7 separate regions of the Mus musculus genome follow, and regions 2, 3, 4, 5, 6 and 7 are each linked to region 1. Evidence: chromatin contacts called from public Hi-C, HiChIP or PLAC-seq and promoter capture Hi-C data. All regions are on one chromosome and are shown on one strand. Each heading gives the region's core, a stretch centred on a gene start, on an enhancer-like site or on the middle of the called end of the contact. The rest is flanking DNA. Distances are from core to core; before and after follow the strand shown.

Region 1 (2,914 bases), core at 307-2,806:
AAGCAACTAACTACAGCACCTCAGCCTATATAGACAGACTGTGTATATACATGCACATGCGACTACCTGGAGGCAAAGGCTGTTTGCAAATATCCCTCTTGAACTTAGAGCAGGTCAGGGAGCTCCAAGACTGCAGCTTTTCCACACCAGCTTGGACTGTCAGAGAAGGTCATTTTGCTTAGCTACTTCTTTTCCACCCTTCATCACAGGAGTTTTCTACTTTCAGATTGCTCAACTTTCATATGCACTAGCGTAAAACAACTATTCAGCAACTTTATTCACCTTGGTTTAATTTTTTTTTTCATTGTGCAATGCCCAGGAAAAGCTGACACCAAGACTGTCTTAGGACTTGCAATCACAATCAGAAGAGAAGAGAGGGTAAAATTCTTGTGTGATAGAACGGGGGGGGGGGGGGGAGGAGGGGCGTAAAGAGAGAGAGAGAGAGAGAGAGAGAGAGAGAGAGAGAGAGCATCCTAGTGGAGCCCCTAGAACTTTTTCCCTAGAGACCACCCCTTGGGAACAAAAGTTACAATTCAGTCTCACGTTATGCGTAGGAATAAAGAGAAAGGGTTTTTCTTTTTCCTTTCTTATTTTTAAGCGCACTAATTACGGAGGTGCTCTACAGATCTGAAGACAACCCGGGTTCCTCCTACCAATTGAGAGCGGCATTACATTGTCAAAAAGAAAGGGAGTGGGGCTCTCTTTCTCTCTTGTCCTCTTGGGCTATTACCTTCCCCCTACCTTCCCTATTCCCTTCCCTCTCTCTCCACGTGTTCATGGCCTGCCTCTACTTCTCTACTCTCTCCCTCTCTCTGCTTTTTTCTGCCACAACTACCCTCTTGACTCCCCTCCCCTTGCCCTAAATAAACTCTATTCTATACTATTAAAAAAAGGAAAGAAAGAAAGGGAGTGGGGGGGGGAGGCAGGAGCCCAAGAGGATCTCGGCGGAGAGGGGTGCAGCAAGGTTACACTAAAGGGTACAGCGCGGCCGCGAGCTGCATCTCCTTTTCCCTCGCGCCCCAAATAATTCCCCGCCAGCCTAGCAACTGCACCAGCAGCCCCGGGGTAAGGGGGTTCCGATCGCCCAGCGGAGGAAGGAGGGGAATCCGATCGTTACCTTAATGCTAGACTGAGCAGGAGTCTCAGACATGTCTCACAGCGAAAGGGATCAGGAAGTTCTCAGTTTTTTTCCACTTTCCTTTCCTCTCCCCAACCCAGAAACGCTCGGCGGGGCAGCGGGATGCGGTCGTTTAAGAAGTTTCTTGCAGCATCGCTGGCGGCGGCCGCCCGAGGGGGAGGGGGGGCTCTTCTCAACGCGCGGATTGGGCGCGAGGTGCGGGGGCGTAGGAGCCGGCGAGCACGGCGTGGGGTGTGCGGGTCGCGGCGCGGCGACCCGGGCGCAGCAGGCCGGCCTGGCGTGTCTCCTCCCACCCGCGGCCGGCGCGCCCGCCCTCCCGCGGCGCTCGCTCGCTCGCTCTCTCGCTCCCTCGCTCCCTCCCTCCCTCTCTCTTTCTCGAATGTTTTCCTTCCTGGAAGAGAGAAACTGAAAGGCAGAACTGAGAAAGCTCTCTGCTCATTGATCTTGAGAGTTTCAGGGCAGAAACTGACGTGAATTCCCAGCACCCGGCTCTGCCTCTTAAAGGAGCCACCAGGAAATAAAAGCTCGGGTTACCGCGGGCCGCGGAGAAATCAAAAGGCGTGCGGGGGAGGGGCGCGGGATGCCCACTGGGCCGCCCCGAGGCGGAGGACGCCTTTGGGGAACCTTGCAGCGTGGCCCAAGGACCAGCAAGCCTGGTTCATCTCTCTCCCGACTCCCCTGGCTGCGCCTCAGGAGGACCTGGGCCACGCACAGTAGGGGCTTTTCTGTGCACTCCCAGAGGCGCAAATGCAGCCTGGGGACCGCAGTCTAGGAAGGGGCTTTCCGGGAAGGACGCGGCGCCGCAGGAGGAAGCGAGACAATGGCCTTTGTTCTGCGCGGCGACCGCGGCCGCTTTAAGAGAATCCACCAGGAAATGGGAGCTCGGGTTACAGGCTGCGCACGGGGAAGTGCAGGGCGCGACGCTGGAGACAAAGCCGCGCGGTCGCGCTCCGGCGCAGGGACGCGGCGAGCGGGGGTGCTCCCCGCGACGGGGGCGCCCCACGGCCTGACCTCCCGCCTTCCCCGATTCGAAATCCCCCGGCCATTTAAAGCCACAGCGGCCGCTACCAACCGACGTAGGTGACTGGACTACAAAGTTGACAGGGCGCGTTCCAGCAGATCTTAGCCCTCCCCTGGGCCGCTCCTCGGGCTCGGTCATTGGCGGAGGGGACAGCCCGGGGTCCTGCAGAGGAGGGGCTGCCAGAATCCTGGGGCTGAGGCGCTAGCCTTGAGCACCAGCGTTCCGATCACTCTATTTTTATTGCTATTTATAATCTCTTAAAATGCCCACCGCAGAAGATGGTGTTTAAATTCTAACCCTCTAGTCTATACAGGTTTAATATGTGGATATATAACGAAGAGCTTGATGCACTTCCATTTTGTGCTTTGACGGTAAAATAAACACAAATGTATGCGTGTATGAATGCATTATACTCATCTTCCCTGCTGAGGGTTTCCCAGACTCACCTCTGTATTCCCACCTCTGTAGTTTCTTGGGAAGGAGGCGTGGGGGTGGGAGGAAGCAGTATTGTTTTGAAGTAAAATCTCTCAATGTAACCCTGACTGTCCTGGAACTCTTTCAGGCTGGCCTGGAACTAGTTCTGCCTCTGATCTTTCTTATGTATTTATTTATTTCCTGCACACTTTTCAGCGTCGTAAAAACGTGCTCAGACTTTCATAAACAGAACTTCTGTTCATACATACTCATATTAGGACACTCTAAATGAAATTTTCCAAGAGTCAGGCTGGGAACGCACCCCGTTGCTGATAACAGTA
Region 2 (2,914 bases), core at 109-2,608, 510 kb before region 1:
CAGAGCAACTGATGGAGCTCAGTCACAGAGAGAGTGAACCTAGGGTGTTGCTTGACCCCACAAAGTAGGAGGGGCATTGCCCCATACTCTGCTGAGGGCAGGAAGAGGGGTGCACAGCCCTGGCTGCCCTAGAGCTTGCTTATGTAGACTAGGCTTCCCTAAACTTTTAGAGGTCCACCGGTTCCAGGGCTGGGATTGATGGTGTGTTCTACCACACCTGGACCCAGAGAACTTTTTGAGAAGTATAAGATGTTGATGGTGTGATACATGCTTAAGTCCTAGAACCCAGGGAGAACCGAACTTCAAGGGAAAAAGAAACAGAGAATGCAGGATAAAATGGACCTTGAGAACTTGTTAGGAGATTGTAGCAGAGGAGTTCAGCCATTTGAATATTGACCAAAGACCTGCCCTCCTTTATTCAGGAAAGTTATTCTCTTTGACTGAGTGAATGCGCAAGGAACAGCAAGGGAGGAAGGATACACCCACCTAGCTGGCCATGAGAGTGGATTCCTGAGCTCCTGCGAGTAGCTGCTGAAGAGATGTGATTTCTGTCTGAGGTCTGGTTGTTAGGAGGTCAGGCCAACACTGTGGAGTAAGCACATGGTGTGCATTATGTTTGCTACTGGCAGGGAGCAGGTGTGCAGCGTCTGTATGTCTAGTAGATAAATATGGTATTGTAATTTTCTCAAGGTTACACACTACTCAGCAGATTCTGGTGGCAAGGTTGAAGGCCATGTTCATGTGTGAGAGAGTAGCTGCATAGACAGACCTTTTGATAGTATACAGTCACTTGAACACTGTCATAACTAGAGCTGATAAATTAAAGATACTAATCTGCTCATGGTCTCCTCCAACAATGATGGCACTCAGAAGGCCCATAAACTTTAAATTACCAGGAAAGTTTTTTAGATTTTTGTAGATCAAAAACTCTTCAGTGGAAATATTAATGTTTGACTTGAAAATTATGAAAGCCATTTGGCTGCTACCTAATGCCATAAACAAGTTTGGTTTGTAAAGTCTCTTGTGGGTGGTAATGCCATAAGTGAAGTATCCGTTAACTAGTACATTTTTGTTATTCTTGAATTGTAAAACTTAAATATCCTGGGACTATTTCTTAGTTTTCTGTAGCAGCCTTTGGCATTTAACTCTTCACTAACAGAAATGGTTTGTTTGTTTGTTTGTTGTTTTTTCAGATATTCCTGTTTGGCTTATACTATAAAAAGCTGAGTAAGACACTAATTGGACTGGTTCATTAGTGTGATGTGTGGATGTCTGCAGTTAGTTCAGGGGGTCAGTGTCTGTAGTGGTTACCGTGTCTGTAGTGGCTACACACAGTAAGCAGAAATGACTCAGCCACTTTTCCTTTTCTAGTGAAGTGAATGCCCACGTGTTTTTGACTGAGAATTTGGGTTTCAGTGTGGTTGGATCAGAAATTCATGTTACCTAACAGATGGGTAGAGCACATGTTCATAATCCAATTTGGTCAATATAGCCCTATAAATGGGCTTAACCATTACTCTTCTTTTTGAGTTTTGTGAGCCACTTAATTTTTTCAAATTAGAATGTTTTTAATTAAGGGAGTGGTACTTTTAGGGGTTGAGAGCATTTGATATTCTTGCAGGGAACCCTGATTCTGACTATAGAAGTCACAGGGTGGCTCACAGCCATCTGTAACTTCACTAGGGGATCTGACACTCTCTCTGGCCTCTGTGGGCACCAAGCATGCACATGGTGCCCAGACATGCAGGCAACACACACACACACACACACACACACACACACACACACACACACACACACACCATTAGCTGCATTTTAAGTGTTCTTGGTCACATGGTTGATGGGTACTCAGTGTGCAGTAATGACTTCCCATTGTCATAGGAAGCTCCATAGGACAGTGGCACTCAGTTCTTAATTGGTGCTTGATATTGGGAAAGTAAATGTCAGAAATTTAGTAAAGATATTTTTTTAAAAAAACAAAACAGAATTTATACTATTGTAGTCCTAGTAATTCAACTCTATCAAAGTTAAATATTACTTTTTCAGGTAAGGTTTCTATCTAGATTTGGTATTAGGTTTAGTCAGAGATCACTAATATTGGACAGCAGGAAGTTACATCAGGCTCTGCTAGGCTGCTTATTTAAGTTTAGTAAGGTATTGATATTATCAATAAAGTTACTTATGCAAAGGGTAAAATTAGGTTTCGATATGTGTATATAGCTGGAGTGAGGCCAGGGAAATTGATGCTCTTGGCAGTGTCTGTAGTAGTTATACAGAGTGAGCGGAAAGGAGTCGCCTCTGTCTTTATAATTGAGACCAGTTTTTTATGCTGCTGTGGGAGCTGCAGCTCAGTGCTGAGTGCTGGAGGGCTCTGGGCTCTGTCCCTGGCTCTGCAGAAAAGCAGTGGGGGAGCTTGACTCTTGTTCCTGTTTTTTCCCCACCCCTGCTTTCCTCAAGAAAGTCAGATTTTGTCTGAATAGATTAGTTGACATTCTCTATAATCATTCATAGATGAACATCATTAAATATGTTTTCTTTTTGGTCTGGCATATTTTTCCATGTGTTATTTAGAGATTATTTCATTTTTCATGTATAAACGGTTCATTACATTTAAAAAATGGTGGTTGATTTTGGTTTTTGGAGACAGTCTCCCTTAGCCCATGCTGATCATAAAATCCCTGTGTAGCCAAGGAAAACTTGGACCTCTGATTTTCCTTTCTCTTTATTCCAAGTGCTGGGATTGCAAATATGTACTACTGTGCCTGGCAGTTGATTGCTTCTTATTCTATTAGTATATTTCTACTTATTTACTAGCTGTTGTCCACATTTGGGTTGATTCTGATTTATGTTATTGCCAACAAATTTCTCTGAACATTTACTCATAGGTATTTGTATTGTTTTATTTATTTTTCTT
Region 3 (2,914 bases), core at 137-2,636, 490 kb before region 1:
TTGGATGAATTACAAACTAAAATCTCTATAAGGAATTAGCTACTAAAAAATCTTAAAAGGTTACAGGAGAAATTTGAGATTTTTTTTTAAGTCAAATTTTAAGTGGTTATTGTGAAGTTTTAAAATTTCCATTCTCGGACATTCCTAATAAATGGAAAAGTGCTGTGTGGGCAGGGATTTTGTGCTTTGATACAGTATTTGGACTTAGGCTTTTGGGCCACCTGAGGCTAGTGTTTGAGACACCTGGTTAATGAGTTCAGCTCTTGAATCTCACCACTATAAGGCCAGAGCATGGTGGACAGGTGTTGAGAAAAATCACATTCTGCTTCACTGGGTCAAAGCCTTGTCTGGATATAGTAGAATTCCGTGGGAACTTTTTTAGAGTCTTGCTTGTAAATACAGGTGTGGACCACCATATTTGTCTGCCTGTCTGGATCTAACTCTGTGTGTGTGTGTGTGCGCGCGCGTGCGCGCATGTGTGCACATGTGTGCCTGTGTCGGTCCTCACCTTCTACATGTTGAGACAGGGTCTCTTGTTGTACACAGCTACATATACCTGCCCCCAAGCTTCTAGTGACTTTCCTGTCTCTGCTTCTCATTTCCTTGTAGGGCTGTGCTGGGATTATGGAAGTGTGCCCTGCTGCATCTGGCTTTTATGTGGCTGGTTAGGCTTACATGGCAAGTGCCCTGGCCCCTGAGTCATCTTTCTAGCCTCTGTTGAGACTTAATGGAATTTCATTCAGCCATAAAGAAAAATAAAAGTATGAAACTTGAAGAAAAGTAGATGTATCTGGAAGTTATTAAGTGAGGTAACACAGACTCAGATAAGGGACAGTGTGTTGTGCTTCATCTGCAGCGCTTAGCTTTTAATGTGTGTGTGTGCGTGTATACGTGGGTGTGAATGTGGGATTGGAGCAGGGGAAGAGGATCAGCAGAATATGAAAATACCATAATGAAACGTGGTACTTTATACTCTAACAAAAATAATTTAAAAAGAATACACTGATTCCTGGCTCCAGCTCAGGCCACAATTAAATCAGAATGTCTGGTGGGAGAGTCCAGGTCACTGCTGTGCTTAGTAAGTTGCCAAGGATGGATCCCATGCAGGCACTTGCTGTAGCTGTTGTTATTTTGTGTGTTAGGAGGCAGGGAGGAAAACATGCTGAAGTGAGCTTACTCATAAAGTTTTTAGTTTTTAGATATCCAAGAGCTAAGTGGCTATCTCAGCTGTACCGCAGCCTCCCAGAATGCTGCTGCTGCACACTAGCTGTGTGGCTGTGATTGTGTGGGTGATGCCAACTGCTCATGGGTTTCTCTCAGCTCCATCATTCCCCTGGTAATGGTGATGTAAGAGTGTCATGTTAACGTTAGGCTGGCCTTTTGATCTGTCCTTTGCTCCCTCGGTCAGTTTTCATCAGGATACTCTCTTGGTACCTGCACAGCACGGGAAGTCACACTGCTGTTGGCTGCCGGTGCTGCCGGTGGCCTTGATTGTAGGAAGAGCTGTGTGACTTGAAAGTTCTTTTGTTAGAAGGAGGAAACTCAAAAGGGACTGCTGGGATGGCTCTGGGTTTAAGAGTGAGAGTGTGTGTTAGCATTCACAGTGTTAATAAAAAAGAATCTCTATAAGTTTAGTCACTAAAAGACTGTAGGTTAAAAAAAGCTGTTAGGTTACTTACAGAATTTCGTAAACAATAGAATTTGTCTTGGGCTCTCTGTTTAGGAACAGTGCTACAGGTCACCCCCAGGGGTTGGCTCTTCGCAGGCAGTACTGTTAGCAGTATGCTCACCTCTGTTGCCACTCTGATGACACATAACGCTAAAACTCCCGTAGGTCCTCATTAGAAATTGGGTTAGAGAGAGATTAATGAGTGCAGGTGACCTCCAGCCTCACTGGAGTGAAATGCTGGGATGCTTTCTGCTGCCTCCTCCTCTCCTGCTCTGCCACCTCCTTTTCACACTTCATTTTCCTTTCTGTTTTTAAACTTAAGTCTGTTTGGCGCAGGCTGGCCTGGAATGTGCTGCTTGACCCAGGCTCACCTCCAACTCCAGGTCTCGGAGCCTCAGCCTAAATTCAGATGTTTGCCATCACAATCAAAAGTTGGGGTTCATCTCTCTGATTGGCAGTGGCTACTCAGCCGTGCGCACTGATTGCAGGGGAGGATTGGAAAGCAGATATCTGGTGTTCTGTTTCTGTTCTTTCAAGATGTGGCTCTACCTCCTAAAGTGAAGGATTAACTACAGGGAAGTGCAGTTGCTGGCTGGTTCCTCCCTGTCCAGTGTCAAGTATCTGTAACCACATTCTGTAAGAGAAAAGGACCGCTCCTGGGGTTTGTGCACATCTTTGCTGCAGCTTGAATCTTGCTTGTGGCTTTTCCCGTGTCTGAGATGGGAAGGATGATTGAGATGTGATAGTGAATATCAAAGGAGATGACACAATTAAAAAACAAACTTGTAAGTAAGGCAGGTCTTGAGAACAGTCTTCTTGGTCCTTTCCCTTTATTAAGATATTAAGGAAAAATTAAAGCATGCCAATATCTGGCTACTACTTACACAGGTTACAGAATCAAAGCTTAGATATTCTAAACAACTTTGCAAAGTTAGACTAGTAGCAGGTCTACCACATAGATTAGGATGCATTCATTACCTTTATTCATGTGAATTTAAGATTAGGCTGGGTGGAAAGATTGTGAGCACCAGCGGTGGTAGATGACTTAAAGGTGACTGTTCTCTGAAGATAGCGAAGGCAGTTGCACGTATGAATACACAGGGGCTGTGACAGCATGCATAAGATATTGCCTCCCTCCTCCCCACAAAGAAGCTCTAGCCAGTCAGGAATGCCAGTATGTTGAGGTTCTCTCTTCTGTAAGCTTGTGATGTCTGTATTTAGTTCCTACGATAGCTGCTTCACGTA
Region 4 (2,914 bases), core at 208-2,707, 460 kb before region 1:
ACTTGTTCTTGAGCCATTTTTAAAAAAAATGCTGCTGTTTTGGTTTTACATCCTATATTTAATATAAAGCCACTTAATATGGGCAGTGAAACTTTTAGTTTCAGTCCTAGTCTTCTTAAAGTACTTTATTCCTCAGCTGTAGGCATAGCTCAGGCTATGTCCAATATTACTTGTTTAGTATATACAGGGCCCTGAGCCGGGGCCCCTCACCACCCCGGATTATTCCTTTGAGCTTTGAGCTCAGGGGAAAAGGTTTTACTATCTTCCCTTCTTGACAGGATGGAGTCTGTATCTTCAAGCTTATGTCAGTGTTAAGTAGGGAAGAGTGGGAGTCTCAATTTTTTTTTTGAAACATTTTACAATACAGGACCCTTACTTTCATTTTTTATTTTATATTTAAGCAAGTGACCTTAAATAATTTACATAATCTTTAGTGTTTATATTTTGGGCAATAAGACCACTTGAACTAAACAATGTTTAAGGTTCTTTTTAGCTGTAACAGTTTCTGATGATTATTCTCTTAACTAACTGTCTCTTAGGTTAAGAAAGGATAATTTACTTTCCTTGGAAGATTTACTAAAAGGAATTTGGATTGCAGATGGCATTTTTTTTTTTTTTTACTTGCTTCAGAGCTATTCACTATTAATGTAAAGAAACTTGTTGGGAGCTGTAGCTCTTTAGTAACTCAGTTTCTCTGACAGGCCCTTTTCTGCTAAGCTGTCTGTGACTTCTCATGGAGAGGGATGACTAGCTGTGAATTCATTCCAGGTAGCAGACCAGTGATAGGCTGAGGACATGCTTTCGTCAAGTGAGCTTGGTGAGCCTGTGAGCTTACTTTGGCTGAGGAGTTACCTATGGGAGATTTATGGGTAATTCATAGGCAGCACCATCAACGAAGAGTCTCCCTCTCAGTGATTACTAACTTCTTATATATTCTTGGGGAGGGTGGGGCCTCACCTTCCCCCACTTCCTTGAGTGCCGTATTAACTCTTGAGCCCTTCATTAATTGCCTGGTGAGCAGACCCTTCACCCCTGTGATGGTTTGTGTATGCTAGGCTCAGGGAGTGGCATTATTTAGAGGTGTGGCCTTTGGAGTATGTGTGGCCATGTTGGGTTAGGTGTGTTATGTGGGTGTGGGTTCTAAGACCCTACTCCTAGCTGCCTGGAAGTCAGTCTTCCACTAGTAGCCTTCAGATGAAGAACTCTCAGCTCTGTCCGCATCATGCCTGCCTAGATGCTGCCCTGCTCCCACCTTGATGATGAAGGAGGACTAAACCTCTGAACCTGTAAGTGAGCCCCAGTTAAATGTTGTTATAAGTGTTGCCTTGGTCATGGTGTCCATTCACAGCAGTAAAATCATAACTAACAAACCTCTACCCGCTTTCTGTGAGAGAATGTTAATGAGGATTGCCTGTGGGTGATCACAGCTGCTCTGATTGCAATAGCCATGTCTTCATGTCCAGGGGTCAGGGTCAGAGCTCCAAAATACAATCTGGTCGGTTACTGGCACAAGTGATAGGTTTAGTAAATGTTTATTTAAAGCTATTGGTTGATGTTTGCCAAGTACATTAATTCTCTTAAACTAATAGAGTCTAAAGTACTATTTTAGGACCAGAAGGTTTTGGAATTTTTTTTTTAGATGTGGGAACCTACTGTAGATTTAAAAACTCATTGATATTTCTATTGTCTTTAGAAGGGTTGGAAAGGGTAGGTGGGTAAGTAATGGCAAAAGATCACTACTTGGGAACTTCTTGATAAGGAGTTTGCCAGAGACGGAGTAGTTAACAGATATAGGAGTTTTGACTTCTTACATCATCAGGTATCAGCAGCTATTTAAAGATTCCATCTCTGTTCATTTTGAAAGTTCTCTCTGATGAGAATAGATTCTTCAGCTTGCCCTCCTCCCTAACTATTCAACTTTAAGTGTGATCTGTAATATAAAAATTTAGACCTACAAAGAATGTAATAATGCAGGCTTACAGGGCTGAGGATGTAGCTCAGGGCTAAAGTACTTGCTTAGCATGTGTGAGGCCCTGGCAGCAGTCCCCAGAGCATGTCACCACCACAAGAAAATAATGCAACCCTGTAATTATTTGTTTAAACTAATTTTTGGATGAACTCTGATAACTTGACTTTGATCTTTAATACCACTTCTGTATTCTAGCTACAGTGTTATTAGAGAAAAATCCTATGCTATCTCAGTTACTTTTCTATTGCACTGATAAAACACTGTAGCCAATGCAACTTACAGAAGGGTTTATTGGGCCTTAGAGCTGTAGAAGTGTGAGTCTATCACTGTCTTGGGCAGGCAGCTGGCGGACATGGCACTGGAACAGCTGAGCGAGTGCCCACATCTCAGTCCACAAACAGGAAGCAAAAAGGTAAGTTTGAACTGGCAAAAGTATTTTGAAACCTGAGAGTCTACCCCCAGTGACATACTTCCTTTAGCAAGGCCATAGTTCCTAGTCCCCACAGCTTCCAACTGGGGATTCAACTATTCAAGTGCCCAAGGCTTTTGGGGGCATCTCATTCAAACCAGCATGGATGCCTTACAGACTTGAGTAGCTCACAGGTACTGAGTAGATAGATAGCTTCCTGGGCTTTTAGAGTTTTACTGTGTTTGAACAAGAGAAAGCTGTTTTCATAACATTAGCCATTCTTTGTTTCCCAAAGAACATCCTTACACCAGAGTCTTTGTTCCTTCTGTTCTAGTCTTCTCTTTCTGAAAGTTCAGGAATATTGGTGGTCCCCACCCCCACCCCAAGGAAAAGAATAGAACACGAGTCTCTCCCTCGCAGCGCAGTGTTCTCTGTTCTGTCTTCTGCTGCTTCAGGTTTAAACTGTCCATTCTGAATACATTCAAAAACTATCGCTTTCACTGGGTTCATGTTAGATGGCCATGAAGCATTACCTA
Region 5 (2,914 bases), core at 191-2,690, 400 kb before region 1:
CGTTTGCCTCTCAAGAGATGAGCTTTAAGGTGTGCCTTGCCTTGATGTGCTGAAAAACGTTTAATTCGTGTTTGTACAATGTGTTTCCGTGTGTGTGTGCATATGAATTCGTTTGTGTGAATTCAGGTGCGTGTGTGCTGCACGTGGAGGATCGTAGTGTGCATGTGGAAGTCAGAAACAACCTTGGGTGCTAGACTTCATCTGCTACCTTATTTTGTCATAGGACCGGCCTCTTAGTTGTTTTCCCTTTGCAGACACCATGCTTGCTGGCCTGAAGGGGTCTGGAGATTGTCCTGACTCTGTCCTTTATCTCCCCATTGGAGTACTGGGGTTACGGATGCTCATTTTATGTAGGTTCTAGAGATTTGAAACCTGGTCCTCGTGCTTGTATGCCCAGCTCTTTTACTCCGTAAGTCATCTTCCCAGCCCAAGCATTCAAATCTTATTAACGTAGAAATAAATGTCCCCTTTTGCCTTTGAGACCTGTGTGTGTGTGTGTGTGTGTGTGTGTGTGTGTGTGTGTGTGTGTGTGTGTGTGTGAAGGCCAGAAATCAAACAAATGTCTCCCTCAATCAGTAATTTTCCACCATATTTTGCAAAACAGGGTCTCTTCTTGCACTCAGAGTTTACTGACTCAGCTAGACTGGCTGGTCTGCAGACCCTGCCTTCATGTCTCCACGTCTCCATCACTGAGATTACCAGTGTGTGCCCCCACATCCGTCTACTACACCGGCAATGAATGGGGCATTGTGCAGCAAGCATTTCCCTGCAGAGAAATTCTGAGTGTTCCGCCTAGTCTTCAAACTGGCGTCCCTCCTGGCCCTGTGAGCTCTGGAGTGCTCTTTTCAGTACTTCCAGATGTACAGGTTGATCTGTGCTCATCTGAGGGCTGTCTGCAGCTTGGGGTGCGATTTTCCTCCCCACGTTCCCTGGACTCTGAAGCCTCCTCGTCGGTTCTGGCTAAGAGACTCTGGGTGGTTCCCCTGTTGGAGTAAAGCCGGGGAATGTTTTCCATGCCTCATTCTAAAGCAATCACGGACTCATGTAGCTTCTCATCTGTCAGCATCCAGGTCTCCACTACCATCCTGGTCTCGTTTATTTTGTCTGCAATTAAACCGAAGCCTTAAGCAGGAGAGCAGATCTGGTTACTGTCGTCACAGCATCCTGACTAGAGGCTGCGCATGCTTCTGGAATCACATGCGGTGTTTGTTATGACTCCGAGTATCTTGGGCCACACTCCAGTTGTACTGATTTACAAGCTGTGGCAGAGAGGCTGGGGTCTGGCTTGCAACCGTGTGCCAAGGAGATGCCTGGTGTCAGATGTGTAAAGCCAAACTGCATCTGTGCAAAAGAGCTCCCCGAGCCACTGAGAAAGGCTGTGTGCGCCGGTTCACAGGACGCAGCGCACTAAATCCAACGTCTGCAGGGGGAATGCGTTGGATCACCCTCGAGAAAAGACATCCAAATACAGCCCTGTGGCAGCCAACGGAGCGTCAGTAAATGACGCACGGGGGAGGGGGGGGGGAATGAAGGAGTAAATTTGGATTTGGAGAACTCGGGGAAGGAGGCTGGCACGCAAGCACATTCCAAGTGGAGAGGATGTTGTTCAGGACCCAAGGTGCAGAGATGCGTGACACATTTGGGAAGCTTAATTGTTTGGCTGGACAAAAGACAGAGAACAGGGACGCAGAGGAGAAAACAAAGGAGGAACACATTCCTCTTATGGTGCGGTTAGTGATGCCTTTGATAACAGACCGGCTCCTTCCTCATTGATCTATCTGTTCAGGCTACATTCTAGGTGCCAGCTATCCAAAAATGTGTAAGAACCTGTAAAAAATTTTTTTGAGGCAGGATCTTACTCTGTAGATCAGATTAGCTTGGAACTTGCAAGCCTTCTGCCTCAGCCTCTCTTGAGTATTGGAAACTCAAATGTCTGTCTAAATGTTTTGGGGTGTTTTTTTTGGGGGGGGGTCTTTTTTTTCCCAGTCATACTATCAATAGCAAAAGAGCAACCTGTAATTGCTTCAAGAGAGTGGGGCCCTTTGAACTGAGCTGTGGGCGGCTCACAGTAGGAGTGGGGCAGTCAGTTAACACTAACTAGGTCCTAAGAACTCTAGGTCCTGAGCTCTTTATGTAGGTTAGCACATTTGGTCTTCAGAGAAGCCCTACTACGATAACTTACTATTTTAATAGAAAACATTTTTGGAAGGGGAGTGTCGAGACAAAGTCTTGAACTCATTATGTATGTCTGGTTGGCCCCAGTCTTGCGGCCCTCCCACCTCAGCCTCCTGAAAGCTTGGGTTACAGGCAACTCTTTTTCCAGCAAACTTTCAATTTATTTATTTTATTAATTACCAACCATTATGCTACTTCTAAGGGGTCCTAATAGTCCAGAGCTCAGGCTGGGGAGGTAGCACTGTGGGTAAAGTGCTAGCCACAGAAGTGTGAGGACCTGGATTTGAATCCACAGCACCGACCTAAAACGCTGCGTGTCACAGGGTACACCTGCAACCCTAGTGCTGTGGCTGTAAGGGAGGAGGCGGAGGCGGGACACTCCCAGACGCTCAGGAGTGATCCAGCCTGGGTAAGAAGCTATGCACAAAGAGGAAGATGAAAACTAGCACCCGAGGTTGACCTCTGTATCTTCTTGTGGTACCTGTGTGCCCTTGCTCTCGATCGCACTGATGTGGTGGGGTGCAGGTATATCACACAGAGAAATCTGTGAAGATGGCTTTGTACCAAATGGACTTTGTCAAGGTACCACAGTAGTTTTTGAGAGGACGGGTTAGCAAGACTTAAGCTAGCTAGACATAACAGCAAACTCAGGTTTTTCTCTCTGACATGAATAGGGCTGTCTTCCTGAGGGTAAGCTTGACACGAGACAGTAATCAGGGCATCCCAGGTGCAGTATAAG
Region 6 (2,914 bases), core at 128-2,627, 300 kb before region 1:
ACAGCGTGGGTTCCAGGACAGCTAAGGCTACACAGAGAAACCTTGTCTCAAAAAACCAAAATAAATAAATAAATGGAAAGTCATATAGTGCCCATATAGTGGTAAAATCATATAGTGCTTTGGAAAATACTTAGAGAATAAATCCACCTGTGATCCCACAATGAGTTTTTTCAGCGTTTCTGTATTATGTGACCTCACAAAGAATTTGGTGTTAAACATACAGGGCATTTCACTTAAGTATTAGTGAAGCTGAGGCAAGAGTGCAGCTGAGAGCACTGGCCCAGCACATACCAAGCCCGGGTTCAGTCTCCAGCATCACATAAACCAGGTGTGGTGGGGCACAACCACATCAGAACTCAGCAGCTGGAAGCAGAGAGAGGTTCAGGGTTATCCTCGGCAACATAGAGATTTCAAGGCCAGCCTGGGTTACATGAGAATCTGTCTAAAGACAAGCAAACAAAAATCACTAACCACTCTTCTTTTTTGTTTCATATTCTTTGAAACACCTCAGATTCCTGAAAAATTACCACCATGAGGTATTTAGCTTTTCCACTTTTGCTGAGCACTTCAAGTTTTCCTGTCGTAAATAATGCTGCGATGAAAATCTTTCCCAAGAGTTAACTCTTAGAAAAGGAATTGGAGTTATTTTTAAGAGCCTTCATATTGTGTAGACAGATGGGACTATCATATATTTCTATCAACATATAAGCTAATATAATATTTTTGATCAGGACTGTGAAGATTATTAAATAGTTTCATGCTACAAATTATGTTTATGAAAAATTTGAATATGTCAGAAAAGAAATCTTTGCTTAAGTTTTTCTTTGTATTTTTTTTTTTCAGACAGCGTGTCACTGAGTCTCCCAGGCTTGCCTGGAACTCACCACGTAGCTTAGGTTGCTCTCAACTTTGTGATCCCTTTGCCTCCTTCTCCAGTGCTCCATTACAGACATGTGCCACCACACTGAGACGTAGTCTTTAAAAAACAATCACCTGTACTGAGAAACGCCTAAGTAAGCTACGTATAGTTTGTTCCTCGACATAATGCTTATGAGAATTTTAAATAGTGGAAAACACTGAATGTAGTTACAAAGCACTATATATGAACAGAACACTGAATGTATAACGTGACCCTAAGTACATAGAGAGTGTGCTTAGGAAAGCTCTCTACCGACATCAGAACTTGCCACGACATGACGATGACGATAGGACATTTCCCCCTTCTCGCTGTGTTTAATATCACTCCAGTCTGTTGTTGTTTTTTTTTTTTTTTTTTTTTTATAACCGAGGAAAAAGCTGTGCTTTACACTGACTTATCAGAGGTGTGGTCACTTCCGGGGAAGGGAAACAGGGCTGGTCTGTGCGGTGCAGGCTCTGTTTCCTTCCCGCAGCAAACACTCGGAGGGTAGCACGGCCCTGCTCCCATGCCCCGACTCCTTCAGATCTCTACTGATTGCTTTGCTCACTTTAATGTAGTTAACCTCCAGCTTGGTTTTTGAGCATATTTACCTCTGTTCTATCTTTCTAGTTTTCAAACATTCTGAAGCTTGTTCAGAACGAATGAGTTCTACTTTCCAAGCTTCCTCTTTCTTTGTCTCTCTGATACCAGTTATTATGCTCTTTTTAAAGTTGTATTCACACATCTTACACAGATCTGGGTTGGTGGGATGCAAATCACATGTCACCCACACCATGCATTTAAAAACTGCAGGTGTCTGGCTGGCAAGGGAGCTTAGTAGCAGGATGCTTGCCCACCACGCTGAACCTCCAGTTTTGCAAAATCAAACCAATAACATAAAAATGTGGACTCCAGTGGTTATGTGTGTCACCCTGTTGGGGCCCATCACAACAACCATTTCTGGAATGTGTTCTCAATCCCTCAAAATGTCCCTGAGCCCCTTTGCAGTCATCCCCTGTTTCTCCACTCTACACAGAGCAGCCTACCATGCTGTTTTCTGTCTCTATAATTTACTTATTCTGGACTTCATACAAATGGAATGATTTTTTTTAAATTTTTGTGTCTGTCCTTTCTAAATTAACACAATAACTTTAAAGATCAGCCTTCTTGACTTTGTGTCAGTATTTAATCCATTTTAACACCAAAGGATATTCTATCCTATAGATTTAGCAGCACTGCTGATCAAATTTTCATCGTTTGATGGACACTTGAGGTGCTCCCGTTGGGTATCGATTGCCACTAATTCTGCTATCAGCAGTGTGCATAGAGTTTTATTTGTGGGCACATGTTTTCAGAATTTCTTGGTTCATATTCTAAATGTAGGCTTGGCCTCTTAAGGGATCGGTGGACTGTTTTCCACAGTGGCCATAACCATTTCCATCCTATCAGCCATGGGTGAAGATTCTGATTTGTCCACATCCCCAAGCACTTGTCATGGTTATAGTCTATCTTTCTGATCATCTTCTTATAATGAATATAAAATGACATCAATTGTGCTTTTAATTTACAATTATCTGATGAGCAATGATAATGAACACTTTTGCATGAGTTTAGTGGCCATTTTAAAAGTCTTCTCTGGAGACAGTTTTTCAAAAAATTTTTTTTTGCCTATATTTTAATTGGGTTATTGCCTTATTGTTGAGTTGTAAGAATTCCTTAGGTATTCAAGATTTAAATCCCTTATGGCATACAATTTGCAGCTTTCTCCTGCTCTGTGAATTATCTATTTCTTGATATGGTATCCATGGAAGCACAAACATTTTTAGTTTTAGATTGGGCCATCAACTTTCCATCATGGAGAGAGGAGGAACAAGTGAGGCCCTATTGCTCCCTGAGGATCTAGAGACAGTGGTTTCTGGGGGAGGAAAATGAAGTTGCCTTCAGTGTTGTAGACACTGGTAAATTGTCCATGATCCTTTAAATAGCTCCTTACCTGTGCTCATGTGAGAAACCTTA
Region 7 (2,914 bases), core at 306-2,805, 260 kb before region 1:
CTTGAGATCTGAAACTGGAACCGTATTGCTCATGGGCCAGAAGGACCAGGTTGGAATGGCAGAAGATTGATGTTCAATGGGCACAGAGTTTTGATTTGAGAAAATGAGGAGTGTTCTATACATGGATGGTATCAGTGGTTCTACAATAATGGGAGTAACCTTGAAGTTGCAGGGTTGGGAGCAGTGAAGTGTCTGAGATGGCCAGTTTCAATTATGCAGGTTTTTAAACAATAGAAAGATGGTGTCTAGGAAAAGGCAGAAGAGCCCTGCCAACTTGTTTTGCTAGTCTGGCCCTCCCATATGCCCTCCCCAGCTTTGTCCATCCCCCATGCTGCTTTTGCCTCCCCCCTTTAAATCAAGGTGAGTGTGACATGGGAGAAAAGTTGGCGAGAGAGCAAGGAATGGAAAAGAGTGAAGGAGTGGGCTCTGGGGAAATAGCTCAGTGTGCCTTGCCTGCTGCACAAGCAGGAAGACCTGAATTTGGATCTCAACAATTATATAAAAATAAGATGTGGCAGTGTGTCTGCAACCCCAGAGAGACAAGCAGATCCCAAGGGCTTCCTGGCCAGCCATTATAACCAATATGGTGTGCTCTGTGTTCAGTGAGAGACCTTGTCTTCAAAAGATAAAAGCAGAGAGTGGCAGAAGAAGATACCCATTGTTGATTGTCTGGGGAGTGGGAGGAGGAGGAAGAAGAGGAGGAGGAGGAGGAGGAAGCAGAGGAGGAGAGGGAGAGGGAGAGGGAGAGGGAGGAGGGAGAGGGAGAGAGAATAAAAACCTCCACTAAAGGTATGGCAGCCAGACATTAGGACAAAGGCAGGCCAGCTACTGTCTGTCTTGGGCTTTCTTTTAAACAGAAGACAATGGCCCAGATGTTGGTCCCACAGTGCTATGCCACACAGCTGGAAGATATCCAGACAGCAAACCGAAGCAACAATTCTCTGTGTCTGCAGAACCCGACATTGATGTGAATAGCTTTAAATGTATAGGGGTGTACCTTCATTTGTGCAGACATGTAGACTCATCATGCTCTTTGCGTATGTGCTATTACAGATGGGGAGAGAACATGAGATATGTATAGATGTATTTGTAAATTCAAACTGCTGCAAATTTACAAGGACGCACAAGAAACATGGTTTTACTGTAATGTATAGAAGAGAATCCCAAGAGATACCCACGATTTGTGGAAAACACTTTTTGTATCAGGGAGCACTTGGCTTATTTGGGTACATTAGGAAGTAAAGATAAATAAAAAGAGGAAATTCTACTCCCTGGAGTTAAGCCCTGGCATTGAATAGATGACACATAGTTTTGTTTGCCTGCTCTCCGAGTCTAGGCAGGCTTGGGACTACTAGAATGGAAGAACGGAAGCGGAGTGTGATTTCTGCGGCTACACACAGAAGGTCTTGCCTTGTTGGAACACTGCCTTCTTGGGGCTCCGAGTTGCTACGTAAGTGATTATCTGATTATCTGAAGCCACCATGCTCTGAGAAGCCCAGGGTGTCACTCCAATGCACACCAAATGCCAGCTGAATCATCAAGGCCCAGGGGCAGACACTAGAATGAAGAAACCTTTCCATTTTTCCAGGCTCCAGACAGCTGAGTCACACACTGCCCCTCACCTCCTCCCTGCTGGGGCTCCAGACACCAACATCCAGGAAGAAGCCATGAGTGTTGCATCTTCAAAACCCTGACCTACAGAACCTGTGTGCCTAAGGAATGGATGGATGTGGCTATCATACCACTAAGCTTTGGTTTTGTTTTGTTTTTCTTTTTTTAGATTAAAAAAATGTGAGTGTCTGTGAGTGGTCCTGTGCACATGCATGCAGGTGTCTGTGGCAACCAGGAGAGGGCGTTTGCTCCACCGGAGCCAGAGAACTGACAGCCGTGCCTCACTGGATAACGAGACAAGAACTCTGATCTTCAGCAAGAACAGCAAGAACCCTTAACCATGGAGCCGCAGTCTCAGCCCCGATTTGGAGTGGTCCTTTATGTAGTTATAGATAGCTGAAGCCCCCCCCCCCCCTTCTCAGAGACAAGCACGGTTACTCCTTGTGAATTCTATCAAGGATTACTGCCGAACACACAGTCACATATTTAGTGATACATATTTGATACACTGTGTTTCATAAGAAGCAGATTGCTGTGTTTTTAGTTTTTGTTCATTTAACAATGTATCCTTACCCAGAATAAGTTGTTCATAGAAAACAGAGGACAGTGTTCCTCAGCAGACAGCCCTGCAGTCTCCATTGGAGGGTACCTTATAGGTCGAAGACCCACGACATTCAACATGTTGGCATGCTATTCTAAAAAAATAAGAACATGTAACTTGAAGATTATCCTACAGCTGTGGACTTGCAATATATTTATTCTTTTGATAACCGCAGAGGATTGATTTTATTACAGGAAAAAAACCCTAGCTCTTCATTCATGGACGTTCATCTGATTTTCAGGTCTTTAATTTTCTAAGCGTGTTGTGGCTGCTCTCGCTGCATTTGTAATTTCGGTGACATTGGCAAGTTGCTCTCCAGGGAAGTTATTTTAGGTTTTCCTCCCGATAGCAATGCCTAATGCTTGTCAAACATTGCTTTAAAAGTCAAACAAATTGATACAGAGGTTTTACCTATTCCTTTGTAATGAGTGAGATCAAGAGTTCAGGGGCGGGGGCTGGAGAGATGGCTCAGTGGTTAAGAGCGCCGACTGCTCTTCCAAAGGTCCCGAGTTCAAATCCCAGCAACCACATGATGGCTCACAACTATCCGTAACGAAACCTGATGCCCTCTTCTGGAGTGTCTGAAGACAGCTACAGTGTACTCACATAATAAATAAATAAATCTTTAAAAAAAAAAAAAAGAGCTCAGGGGCTGGAGAAGTGTATGGCTTGGTGCTTGAGTGTGGGTTTATGATGCTAGAG

Evidence for each region. Promoter capture Hi-C pulls out the DNA fragments that hold promoters and counts their contacts. A called contact is a pair of places that touch in the nucleus more often than the background predicts. HiChIP or PLAC-seq counts read pairs in DNA pulled down with a chosen protein or histone mark.
Region 2: an H3K4me3 HiChIP or PLAC-seq map of bone marrow-derived macrophages shows a contact between it and region 1, with 2.5 times the contacts expected there. The contact joins the enhancer-like site here to the promoter of Etv6 in region 1. A contact is called at or near these places in 4 of 39 promoter capture datasets (the C10 cell line, hippocampal neurons and liver), 1 of 484 Hi-C or Micro-C datasets (liver), 6 of 115 datasets of contacts at active chromatin or transcription factors (astrocytes, bone marrow-derived macrophages, large pre-B cells and 2 more) and 2 of 9 other capture datasets (adipose tissue and pancreatic islet).
Region 3: a contact with region 1 is called in a promoter capture Hi-C map of liver, with 2.2 times the contacts expected there. The contact joins the enhancer-like site here to the promoter of Etv6 in region 1. A contact is called at or near these places in 3 of 39 promoter capture datasets (the C10 cell line, the HPC-7 cell line and liver), 1 of 484 Hi-C or Micro-C datasets (nephron progenitors) and 7 of 115 datasets of contacts at active chromatin or transcription factors (astrocytes, bone marrow-derived macrophages, embryonic stem cells and 3 more).
Region 4: a promoter capture Hi-C map of liver shows a contact between it and region 1, with 1.8 times the contacts expected there. The contact joins the enhancer-like site here to the promoter of Etv6 in region 1. A contact is called at or near these places in 3 of 39 promoter capture datasets (the HPC-7 cell line, cranial neural crest and liver) and 6 of 115 datasets of contacts at active chromatin or transcription factors (astrocytes, bone marrow-derived macrophages, embryonic stem cells and 2 more).
Region 5: a promoter capture Hi-C map of hippocampal neurons shows a contact between it and region 1, with 2.6 times the contacts expected there. The contact joins the enhancer-like site here to the promoter of Etv6 in region 1. A contact is called at or near these places in 6 of 39 promoter capture datasets (the HPC-7 cell line, cranial neural crest, hippocampal neurons and 1 more), 12 of 115 datasets of contacts at active chromatin or transcription factors (acute myeloid leukemia, bone marrow-derived dendritic cells, bone marrow-derived macrophages and 7 more) and 1 of 9 other capture datasets (adipose tissue).
Region 6: a promoter capture Hi-C map of pre-B cells shows a contact between it and region 1, with 4 times the contacts expected there. The contact joins the enhancer-like site here to the promoter of Etv6 in region 1. A contact is called at or near these places in 11 of 39 promoter capture datasets (the 3T3-L1 cell line, 3T3-L1-derived adipocytes, the C10 cell line and 6 more), 6 of 484 Hi-C or Micro-C datasets (cerebral cortex, frontal cortex, liver and 3 more) and 19 of 115 datasets of contacts at active chromatin or transcription factors (T-cell acute lymphoblastic leukemia, astrocytes, bone marrow-derived macrophages and 13 more).
Region 7: a Hi-C map of the N1E-115 cell line shows a contact between it and region 1, with 2.6 times the contacts expected there. The contact joins the enhancer-like site here to the promoter of Etv6 in region 1. A contact is called at or near these places in 4 of 39 promoter capture datasets (cranial neural crest, hippocampal neurons, liver and 1 more), 2 of 15 datasets of contacts at CTCF or cohesin (the NIH/3T3 cell line and large pre-B cells), 4 of 484 Hi-C or Micro-C datasets (the N1E-115 cell line, muscle stem cells, nephron progenitors and 1 more), 28 of 115 datasets of contacts at active chromatin or transcription factors (the 230-238 cell line, CD8 T cells, the NIH/3T3 cell line and 19 more) and 1 of 9 other capture datasets (embryonic stem cells).

The regions. Positions count from the first base shown.
Region 1 is chr6:134,034,342-134,037,255 of GRCm38.p6, reverse strand. Etv6 (ets variant 6) reads right to left here and starts at 1,556. Exons shown (of 8, transcript NM_007961.4): 1 at 1,118-1,556. The coding sequence starts at 1,150. Gm46977 reads left to right here and starts at 1,944. Exons shown (of 4, transcript XR_001785383.2): 1 at 1,944-2,214.
Region 2 is chr6:134,542,740-134,545,653 of GRCm38.p6, reverse strand. All of the region lies in intron 1 of Lrp6 (low density lipoprotein receptor-related protein 6), which reads left to right. Among named protein-coding and RNA genes, the nearest start is that of Lrp6, 23 kb to the left of the region's middle. Within about 2 kb of position 1,358, at least 62 of the 459 cell types and tissues checked have an H3K27ac peak or open chromatin away from gene starts, as enhancers often do. A contact at or near this core is called in adipose tissue, bone marrow-derived macrophages, liver and 1 more, where this site is marked.
Region 3 is chr6:134,526,288-134,529,201 of GRCm38.p6, reverse strand. The region is part of intron 2 of Lrp6 (low density lipoprotein receptor-related protein 6); the gene reads left to right. Among named protein-coding and RNA genes, the nearest start is that of Lrp6, 39 kb to the left of the region's middle. Within about 2 kb of position 1,386, at least 71 of the 459 cell types and tissues checked have an H3K27ac peak or open chromatin away from gene starts, as enhancers often do. A contact at or near this core is called in liver, nephron progenitors and pancreatic cancer cells, where this site is marked.
Region 4 is chr6:134,497,849-134,500,762 of GRCm38.p6, reverse strand. The region is part of intron 7 of Lrp6 (low density lipoprotein receptor-related protein 6); the gene reads left to right. Among named protein-coding and RNA genes, the nearest start is that of Gm52921, 48 kb to the right of the region's middle. Within about 2 kb of position 1,457, at least 21 of the 459 cell types and tissues checked have an H3K27ac peak or open chromatin away from gene starts, as enhancers often do. A contact at or near this core is called in liver, where this site is marked.
Region 5 is chr6:134,438,142-134,441,055 of GRCm38.p6, reverse strand. It overlaps Bcl2l14 (BCL2-like 14 (apoptosis facilitator)), which reads right to left. Exons shown (of 7, transcript NM_025778.3): 7 at 2,332-2,914. Among named protein-coding and RNA genes, the nearest start is that of Gm52921, 11 kb to the left of the region's middle. Within about 2 kb of position 1,440, at least 124 of the 459 cell types and tissues checked have an H3K27ac peak or open chromatin away from gene starts, as enhancers often do. A contact at or near this core is called in adipose tissue, forebrain, hippocampal neurons and 1 more, where this site is marked.
Region 6 is chr6:134,331,609-134,334,522 of GRCm38.p6, reverse strand. All of the region lies in intron 3 of 4933406J09Rik (RIKEN cDNA 4933406J09 gene), which reads left to right. Among named protein-coding and RNA genes, the nearest start is that of Bcl2l14, 63 kb to the left of the region's middle. Within about 2 kb of position 1,377, at least 61 of the 459 cell types and tissues checked have an H3K27ac peak or open chromatin away from gene starts, as enhancers often do. A contact at or near this core is called in the HPC-7 cell line, bone marrow-derived macrophages, memory CD8 T cells and 2 more, where this site is marked.
Region 7 is chr6:134,297,017-134,299,930 of GRCm38.p6, reverse strand. No RefSeq gene overlaps it. Among named protein-coding and RNA genes, the nearest start is that of Gm17089, 50 kb to the right of the region's middle. Within about 2 kb of position 1,555, at least 20 of the 459 cell types and tissues checked have an H3K27ac peak or open chromatin away from gene starts, as enhancers often do. A contact at or near this core is called in the N1E-115 cell line and muscle stem cells, where this site is marked.